3 separate regions of the Zea mays genome follow, and all the other regions are linked to region 2. A link is a contact called in public Hi-C data. All regions are on one chromosome and are shown on one strand. The core of a region is the stretch at or near the end of the contact, and the rest is flanking DNA. Distances in the headings are between cores, read along the strand shown.

What was found. Hi-C and Micro-C count contacts between places; a contact is called where the count stands out from the background.
Region 1: a contact with region 2 is called in a Hi-C map of leaf, with 4 times the contacts expected there. The contact joins the promoter of LOC100383259 here to the promoter of LOC100193767 in region 2. A contact is called at or near these places in 5 of 25 Hi-C or Micro-C datasets (bundle sheath, ear, leaf and 1 more).
Region 3: a Hi-C map of tassel shows a contact between it and region 2, with 2.2 times the contacts expected there. The contact joins the promoter of LOC103634601 here to the promoter of LOC100193767 in region 2. A contact is called at or near these places in 3 of 25 Hi-C or Micro-C datasets (ear, leaf mesophyll and tassel).

Annotation. Positions count from the first base shown.
Region 1 is chr1:53,234,147-53,237,490 of Zm-B73-REFERENCE-NAM-5.0, forward strand. LOC100383259 reads right to left here and starts at 1,251. Exons shown (of 4, transcript NM_001175920.1): 1 at 1,116-1,251.
Region 2 is chr1:53,402,499-53,405,996 of Zm-B73-REFERENCE-NAM-5.0, forward strand. LOC100193767 (U11/U12 small nuclear ribonucleoprotein 65 kDa protein) reads right to left here and starts at 2,178. Exons shown (of 11, transcript NM_001138853.1): 1 at 1,764-2,178; 2 at 1,404-1,475; 3 at 1,060-1,266; 4 at 370-451; 5 at 62-244. The coding sequence starts at 1,945.
Region 3 is chr1:53,213,168-53,216,468 of Zm-B73-REFERENCE-NAM-5.0, forward strand. It overlaps LOC103634601 (phospholipid-transporting ATPase 1), which reads right to left and starts at 2,036. Exons shown (of 7, transcript XM_008657008.4): 1 at 1-2,036. It overlaps LOC100501310, which reads right to left. Exons shown (of 3, transcript NM_001196062.1): 3 at 1,907-2,442. The coding sequence ends at 2,292.

The sequences.
Region 1 (3,344 bases), core at 1-2,500, 170 kb before region 2:
ATTCACAGTTAGGCCACATCAAACCCCATCCAGGATGCAAAAAGAACATATTATGCATCAGGTGAACTATTACTGTGCATACAGGTCCCATATACATCATTCCATAAAGCTTCATTTTTTGGTAATATGCATTGCCACAAGGTTTAGTAATAATCCCCACAACAAATTTGCGCCAATTAAACTCGGGGGCATATTCAAGCAATCCATATCATTTTGTAAATCATGTGGTGATAATGTTTTACAAATAACCCCTTGTTTTGTGTCTCCGTGCAAATACCCCCCTCGGTGTAAATACCCCTCCTTATATTATTTGAAGACACCATAGGATGGACAATCAAAGGTGAAGATTGTTCGGATGCACAAAGTATATGATTGCACAGGAAATGTTCCCATTGATCTCACCAAGTGACATCAACCTAGTTCTAGAGGTGAATAAACGGGAAAGAAATCTATTTCATAATTTTATTCCTTCTTAGGCCATGGTTGAATGCACTAGAATTAATAGTTAGGGCTAGTTTGGGAACCCCATTTTCCCAAGGAAAATTAGTTCATTTTCCCTTAGGAAAATAGGAACCCTTGGGAAAACAGAGTTCCCAAACTAGCCCTTAGATGATAAAATTAGCTGAACTGCTGAAGACATCCAAACAGTGTAGCTAATAGTTCAGATATTAGCTACTTTTAGTAAATTAGCTAATAATTAGCTAACTATTTGTTAGCTTACTAATTCCACTAGTAATTTTTAGCCATAAACTATTAGCTCTATTGCATTCAAACACCCCCTTATTCTATTTGCACCTGAATAATTCCATTCATGTGCAGTCAGTCGGTCACTGATGCCCCTATTCAACAAGAAAATCCCCCGTGCAGACTAAAGAGTTCAGCTCCTAGTCCGGTAAACCACCAAACTAATCCAACTAACTCGCCCAGTAGAGGACATGGGCCTGGCGGGGTGCACATGTATACACCCGATATTATTTGCAAGAACTCGAAGTTAGTAGGTATCGTGTTCGTATATAACTGTGGTCAGATCCGAATACGGAATACAAATAGCTTATACTAGGGTTTCGGATGTTCGGTTGCGCTCAGCAGGATAGGAATAGAAGAGCCGGACATACCTTGTAGGTGCTCGTCGCCGGTGAAGACCTGGCGAAGTTCGGCGGCACTCGCCCAGTCGTCGCCAGGAGGAAAGAAAGGGAGAGGGAGGGGAAAGAAAAAGGAAGAGAGAAAGGTGAACGGAGAAAGGGGAAAAGGAGAGCAGAGTGAAAGCAGCGGAATTAGACGTAGACTATTTATGGCAGACCGCAGCATCGTCTTAACATCTATTATGGGATAACATATATCTGGTGCACGAAGAAACGTGGTGCACATGATACACGTATTAAATTATTACTCCCTCCGTTTCTTTTTATTTATCGCTGGATAGTACAATTTTACACTATCCAGCGACAAATAAAAAGAAACGGGGGGAGTATCATTTAATAATGATGTAGATAAGGATCTAGCAAAATCATAACCCTCCTAACAAAAAAATGTTTTGTGGTTGTATATCTATGTCTAAAATAAAATAGGTAGCTTATAATAAATTAATATTTATTATATACTTAGTATATATATATATATGTTAATTTTATGACTACTGACTATTACATATTATATACGTACACATAATCTATTTATTCTCATTATAACTACAGTAACATATGTGTTGGCCCCCTAAAGAAACATCTTGGCTATGCCCCTATTATTATTCATCTTAGATCTGATATCTTTGATTGCTTATTATATTTTACAAATAACATCTTTCACCACTACACTCCACCACTTCAGATGGTGTTCTTTACAAAATATATAGAGAAATCAGAGACGTTAGATTTAAAATGAGTGATGGTGATTTAATACATACATCATGTGCACCACACTTTCATCTTCACCCAATATATTCTCCTATTATGGTACTAACTATATCTTTTTCTCTAACAACATATTCAACAGTCATCTATAAAAATAACTTATAACTTAAAAATGTGTATATTTTATAGGATTTAGAATACCAACAAAATATTCTGCTCCAATAGTAAAACTAGAGATGTCAATGGGGACCCGATACCCGCCAACCCGTGGGGAATTCCCCTATTAGGGTATGGGTATGGGACAAAATTTATCCCCATGGGTATGGATATGGGACAAAATCTCCACCCATTGGGTAAACGAGTATGGGTTTGGGAAGCAAAAATCCGAACCCGATTACCCATGTGTATTTCATACGTGTACACCTGTCGTATTTGTATGAATGAGTTGAGGTCGAGCCAGCGACCAAGCCCAGCATGGCAGCACACCAGGCCCCAGGTCCTAGCCCAACAAGGCAACTAGCAGACTAGCAAAAAACAAAACCCTAAAATAACCAGCCATATGCTACGCCCTGCCCAGACGATAGCGACGACCATGGATTCTCAGGCGCCAACGAACTCAAATGGTGACCAAGGAAGGTGAGCAAACTCCATTTTTCCAATTCTTCTATCGGTCCCGAAGTGCTTATTTCTTTTCTGATGGATGGATGAATGGATCATGATTCATGGATGAGTGCTTATCGATGTGGTGATGTCTGAAATCTAGATTGTTTGTGCTATCTGTTAGTACCTAGTTATCCCTTAATTGGGGATGGGGACCCATTGGGGACCCGAAACCCGAATGGGGATGGGTATGGGATGAGTCTTGTACCCATGATGGGTATGGGGATGGGTATGGGGATAGATCAAACATGATGGGGATGGGTATGGGATGCTATAACCCGATGGGTAATTCTCCATTGACATCTCTAAGTAAAACGTAAAATCTAGATTATAGGGCAGCCCACTAATAGCATCTATAATAGTTTCTTAAATCAGTGCCCTATCTTAAAATATAGGGCTAAAAATAGCTTCAATAGTGTCTTAATTTACAAATTTTAATAAAAAATATAGAGCATATCATAAAGTGACCCAAATATACTACACCCCACTCTAGTGTTCTATCCTTGTTTTCTACATCATTTCTAATATTTTCTCCTAATAATGTATTTTACTTATTAAAATACATGATTTAGGGCTCAACTCTTGGAGCGCAATTTTTTAGTGCCATAAATATTTCAAATGATATAGTATTTTAATTTATGGGACATATTTTGAGTCACCTCATTGGCGATGCTCTAAGATGTAGTATATTTGAGACACTTGAAATGGTACTCTATAATTTTTTGACCAAATTTTATAAAATAAGGTATTGTTAGATTAGTTTTTTAGAGCCCTATATTTCAATTTAAGACACTAGTTTGAGGTATTGCTAGAGATACTCGAGCGTTTGGATCC
Region 2 (3,498 bases), core at 928-3,427:
TGCATGAATAATTTAACAAAGACACTACAAGGTTAAAAAGAAATACAGAAGTAGCAAGTACATCAGATGATTCTAACTCAGACTCATCACTAGACAAATCTGCTGAATGAAGCTCCCCAGTTGTAGTAGATCCCGGTGGTGGCTGAGGATGAGGGATAACAGGAACTTGCGATGGTAGTGGTGGAGTAGGCAATGCCATCCGAAATGGAGCAGGAAGGTTCATCTTGTTCATTAAATGCAGGACCTGTTTAAAGAAAAATTATCTGATCAAAATGCATCTGCACGTTCTGAATATATATAAAAAAAATAGGCAGAGGCATGCCTTGCGAGTTGTAATAATGGGTGCATAGGGTGGAAATCCTAATAAACCTGGTTGTAGAATCGAGGGACGGCGATCAGGGCATTGACAATATTTGTTAATATGTTTCCATCTGGTGGTGGATATGCATACCTAAAAAATTGTAGGGTGCTCAAATCAAGCTCAAGCCAGTGAGGCATAACAGGATTGCCAAGAGTTGAAAAAGCTTCAGCATAGAATGGCAGTCAAAAGGTGCTTGATTGCAAAACTTTGCAACATAGTAATAGAAGTGAATCAACAAAGTCAGCATACAGTAGCACAGAATTGATGCTAGTTTAATCTTGGTTACTTTCAAATGAACCATGTATACTTTGCACGATAGAGCATCGGCCTTTTAGACTGAGGAATATTGTTTCAAATAAATTCAACTAGTTCACAATTTGACACAGACAACTCAACTCATAAATCTCAACAACCCTAATCCTGTTGAGAGGGAGAAGGGAGCGCGAGAAGAAGATTCATGATTAGCAAAAAAAGAATTATGTGCAGGAAAGTTTTGCCTTAAATTTTGGAGGAACCAAAATTCTTAATAGCAGATGGCAAGTCAATCTCTTAATTACAAAATGAATGTCTGTTGAGAACAGTAATAGAACATTGCAAGACAGAGTGCATTCATGAGAGCTAAGAAACAACTAAGTATCTTCATGCGAGTATCCAAATATAATGAAGTGAAATAATGATGCAGTGAATTAATAACATACTCAAGGTGTGGAGGAAATGGGTAGTCCACACTAAGCTTGGGGGCAATTGGTTCGGCAATCGATGTGTGGTCCTTCTGAGTTTGGGAACTAATACTTGGTACCTGGGACGCCCCATGCCCTAATTGGTCCTGATGCTTCAGGTGAGACTCATTTGCATTTGGACAGTTAGCTCGCTCGACAGTCAACACTTTTCCCAGAAACCTCAACCTGCAAAGCCATCCCTTAGCGAACAAGGCAATGGGGCATTAATCAAGAATACTGAAATAAGAAGACGCGATTAATTTATGCAACTAAGAAAGAGAGTCCAAGCAACAAAAACAGATTGTGTGATTGACGAAGCAAACCTGTTCAAGAGCGAATGTGCGTGATTAGCTGCCGCCTCGTCCCTAAAATCTACAAATGCGCAATTTCTCAACCTGCAATGTACCAACAAAATGGTTTTAGTAACTGAATAAACATAATATACCTCAGCCAGCAGCAGCCAACAGACCAACAAAATGGTTTTATCAACCAAATAACATAGCAGACAATTCGGTATCCATACTTGACCAAATATAAAAGACATATTGAATCTATGACACAATAGGTCATTCCAGCAACACTAAGCAGTTATACTGGATACAAGCACGCGCTACTGTAACTAATTCAACATTTGAAGCACCAATCGAAGCATGATTAAGCAAGCGACAAGATGAGATAAGTACTTTCCACCGGAACAGGGGCGGACGGATGTGGCTCCGTAGTGGGAGAAGAGGCGGGATAGCATCTCTTGCGTGATAGCCTCTGGGAGGTGCCGCACTAGCAGCGTCGCCGCCCCCGCTGGAGCGGGCCCTTGCTGCTGGTCAGAGGCGGATCTATCGATATGGCGAGCCCTCGCGGGCACCATACCTCTCCTCCGGAGAGAACCTCCCGCGGACTACCTCTTTCCCGTGCCTGACAACGCGCGGCTTCTCGGCAGTGGCGGAACCAGCTAGAAATCGAAGCCCGGGCTCTCCAAGGCCCAAGCGGAGGGCAACCAGCCAGCCAGGCACGCGCCGCGGCAGGGGGGCAGAGAGGGAGGGAGGCACTGGGCGTGGGGCGGGAGCCAAGCACACGCGGCGTGCCAGCAGCGCGGACGCGGCGCGGCCAGCAGCAGTGCAGTACAGGGACACGCTGTGTAGGGTTTTCGCTTGGGAGAACACTGAGGCGGACTGGGCCGCTGGGCCACCGAAGCCCGGGACGTGCCTGGGCTGGCCGGGTCTCAGCTCCGTCACTGTTTATCGGGGCTGGGGTTTTCTCGAGAGTGACGGAGGTGGGGAGGTAGACGACGGTGGATGAATCTGCGCAAACCTAGTGGACTCATATCGAAAATAGTTTCCCATGTACACACGATTAATAAAGTTAAAAAATCTAAAAAATTATACATACTATTTCTATTCTATTTTAATTATATACAAAATTAACTTTCAATACGTTATATTTAGTTGTAATAAAAAAGAGAACATGTTTGCCGATTTTCTAATTTAAAATTCAGAAATTTTATCTTTTTTATTACATCTAAAGTATACAGAATTTGAACTTTAAATTTTGTATATAATCGGAGTAAGATAGAAAGATTATGTATGAAGTTTTTTAGAATTTTTAATAAACTTTATTGGTTCATGTACACCTTATGTACATCAAAAACTCATGTGCACTGAATATGTTCTCTACATTCAAAATCATATTTCCTCAGGCAAATCAAATACATCGTCCAAACCCAGATTTTCTCAAGCATATCAAACACATAACAGGTATTGTTAGAACTGCTGCAGCTGCAATCCATAGAGACAAAATATTGTAGAAACAGTAGAAGTCGTTTTGGATTAAAGCCAAGCGAACATCTTGTACATCATTCACTATATCCAGGGCTAGCAATGGATCACAATACAAGTGTTTCTTCATGATTTGTTGATTCCTTAATTAATTTTAGTTAAAAATAAATGGAAATAGATCTCAATCCAAATATTATATGATCTTTAAACTTTATAATGTAAAATTTAGAACTCATTACCACCCTAAGTATATCTTCCTCAAACATAACTGCTTAACAAATACATCATCCAGACATCCATAGATTCAATAAGTCTCAAACATAACAAATAATCCCATCCACATATTCATCCACGCTCAAACACAAAGGAAGAATGATGTAAACAAAATAATACTAGTGCCTTAGTGCAATCTAGACTCATTAAAAACCTTACTAGGTAAAAACTTACACCTCATGAGAAAACATTCAAGATAGCTTTAAGTCCCTTGGTCTCTTTCTCCACCATGTGTTGACTATGCAAATCAGCGAGCTCACAATCTTTTACACAGGACAGGACTTCAAGCATATTAGGAGTTAGTCACCATCGTCAGTCCTCAAGCACCCTGCCAATTAAACTAAAAGTGGACTCTGATGATACAGTGAAAGCA
Region 3 (3,301 bases), core at 786-3,285, 190 kb before region 2:
AGGAGCACAGAGCGCAGCAGGATGGACGGGAGCGGGCGGCGTTCCGTGGCCCATGCGGCGAGGGGTTTCGCTTTCGCGGCCACTAAACTATCCTTGTTTCCGGCAGTTTGGAACCTTGGGGCGCCGGTGCCGGCCGGCCGGCTCTCGCTTCGTGGGCGGAGATCTTGAAGCTTCCGACCCGAAAGGCGGATCGGATGGGTGATGCTTGCTTTTTCGTCGCTCTTTAGTAATCTTTCCCGGCTGAAAAAAAGGGGCTCCACATCCTATTCACGAATCAAGAAAAGCTTCCCTTCGTGCTTAAGCTTGCAGTTGCAAGGCACTGTCTATAGCCGCTATTGCGCAGACTTTTAATTCGTGAATGTATAGTGCGTGGAAAATAGGATACACGTTTTAGATGCAAACATCTTAATCAGCGGAGCGAAGTGGTAGCCTATGTTTCCTTTTTCATCGGTTGGTTCTGGTACGTTTTAATCGTCGTATTTCAAACAGCTCTAGTACGTTTTAATTAATCCTTAAACCGTTTGGGAGGAAAAAAAAGGAGGTGGAAAAAACAAGGAGTATATATATAGGGGAGATTTTGCATGACTTGCACGGCAGTTACATGTACTACGAAGATAGGGTCTCTGGCTTGCTGACTTATTCCCGTGCCACACGTACTCCTTTTCCAGCATTTTTTTGAATTCGAGATCACGGCAAGCGAGGCTCGCGATCACACGCTAAAACAAATAGACGTGTATAATGTCGTGGCCCTATTATTCTATCAGTAGAGAATCTTGTCAGGGAGCTGCTCGCCTCGCCTCGCCTGCTCCTAATCCATATGGTAAACCACGCACAAATCTTCTGTTGTTACGCTGAGCTCAGCAATAAACATCTATTCATTCGTACGTAGCCTAGCCTTAAGCAGCCGGGTGGAAGTCAACTTGCGGTTGCGGACAAGGCGGCTTGGGCAGGGAGCGGTTGACGACGTCAAGCCGCCTCCCACCCTCTATCTAACGCCCATATTAATCAGCGCCATGTAAACTTGCATTGGTGACAGGTCACCCCGTCCCTCGCCCGTCCGCTTCTAGAACCGGATCATCACGCTCACGCATGACGACCGTGCTTGCGTTGCACTCCTGGACGTACGTAGTACGCCCTGTCCAAGCCCCCATGACCGATGCGATGCGATGCGACGGACCATGCATCATGTTCGCTTCAGAAACGTGCCGAGCCTGCATGGTCCTATTGGTTTCTAGGGGAAATAAAAAACAATTCTAGCTGAGCTGATGGATGGCGCAGTATATCAATTTTTCATTCACAGTAGGTGTAGTACTACTTGCCATAAAATGACCGTGTGCACTGTGCGGACTTGAATTCTTCTCTCGAAGATGTGTGTCCTTTTTGGATGGATGGATGGACGACCGATGGCCACTACGAACTGAACTGACCACGCCATATCCTACAGTCGATATACTTTTGGATATATATTAAAAAAAAGGAATTGCATCTCTGCAGAAGACAACTTTTATGATTGGATTTCTAATTTATCTGCCCGTGACTTGCTTGTTATATGCATGCATATGGATGATCGATAGCTAGTAGGACAGGACAAATGATGTGCCAATTTTCTTCCTATGGAGAGAGCCTGGTTGGTCAGTTCTGCAGTTCTCTTTTTTTTTCCAGGGAAAAGACAGATATTAGAGTACTCGTTATTAATGAACAGGCTTGTACGATAGCAACAGGATTGGCATGTGAAAAAGGCAGATATTAGAGTACTCTCTGGATTTCTTGTGAATGAAGTTTATGAATGTTTGACGAGAAGAAAGTTCGTGTGTGGAGCATATATCTCTCCAATCCGCGTTGAGTTGTCCATAATTGACCGGCTAAAAAACAGTAGTGGGAAAGGACAGCCCTATGATGAAGATGTGATCAAGGAAAGGATCTCTTGGAATCATGCGCGCGGTGGCTGCAACACTAATTAAAACCAGGTCAAACCGGCTGAAAGAAAACTCGAAGCCTGGACTACTCAACGAATTACAGGGCGCTGAAAAAAAAAGTTAGGCGTACACGTGCTATCAGAAGACAGACCTGCTACAGGGTTACACAGAACCATGGGCCTCGCACCGGTCAACTCCCTCCTGTGAATCCACTGCAGTTGACACGCCACCGGTGAAAGTGAAACACTGGCCAACGTTGGCTGAATCATGGCAAGCACGGTAAACCTTACCTGCCAAGCCCTGCCGGAGCGTCCTACACGGCACGCCAAACTCGCCAGGGATCCATCAAGCGGAGGGCACAGTTAGCGCACGATGCTACGGAGTATTACTTAGGACAAACAAGTCTTGATCCAGCACGGCGGCGCCGCCCACGCACGCCTCAGGAGGGTCCCGTACGCGCGCGACATCTCGCGCCCGGCGGCCGGGTGATGCAGGCAGGTGCCAAGCTCGGCGCGGCTTGGTTGGCCTAGCAGGCAGCACAAGTCACAAGTCAGTCTAGACACCTTGCCAGCACGGAAACTTTTGAAAACCTGGTCGCGAGCCGTGACTAGTGGGCGCCGTCCGTGCGGTCTGCCCTGTTCGGTCGCGTCCGGAAGCATCCGGCCCCCGATTTTTAAATCCTGGCCGTGCTGGTGGCGTTGGAAGTGCCCGTGGGCCCGTCGCTGGGCCGGGTTTGAGTTTGACTTGATCAGAACTCGGGAGCTCCTCTCCTATTTTCAGAGGGCGCGAGCGCCATAATACGGATGATATGATGATGGGTTTGCGTGCGTGGAAGCAATTGGCCAAAGGTCTAACCCGCACGGCGCACATGTGAACGGCACACGCATCCGGTGTGACTCACTGGTTCGGCGCACCTGGGCCCCGCATGTAAGCCAGTGGAAGCTTCGCGAGCCAGTCTTCGCTTAATTACTCGCACATGTCCACCATTACTTGATGATGCACTTCTAGAGTACGGTCGATTTCGTTCGTGATCATTTCATAGTTCCGTTTCCTCTTTTCTTTCTCTCTCTCTATATATCAGAACTGATTGCAAAGGGGGGGGTCAACGTGTCCAATCCAGCGCACCCTTCTCGCTCACCTGAACGTGCCGAGGCGGCGAGGCGTGGAATCCTAACAACTACGTGTGTTGTGTGGTACATGCAAACCAAAACTGTGCATGCCGCGGCGTCAAATAAAGCTAGCTTCTGAATTGGATTGTAGGAGCAAGTGTCGCGCTGGGACCGGACGCTGAAGAATATATACTTAGGGTCTGTTTGGTTGGACTGTGGCTGTGGAAAAAGTTGCTGTGAGCTGTGAGCTGTGGAAAAAGCTGTTGTAGACTGTGA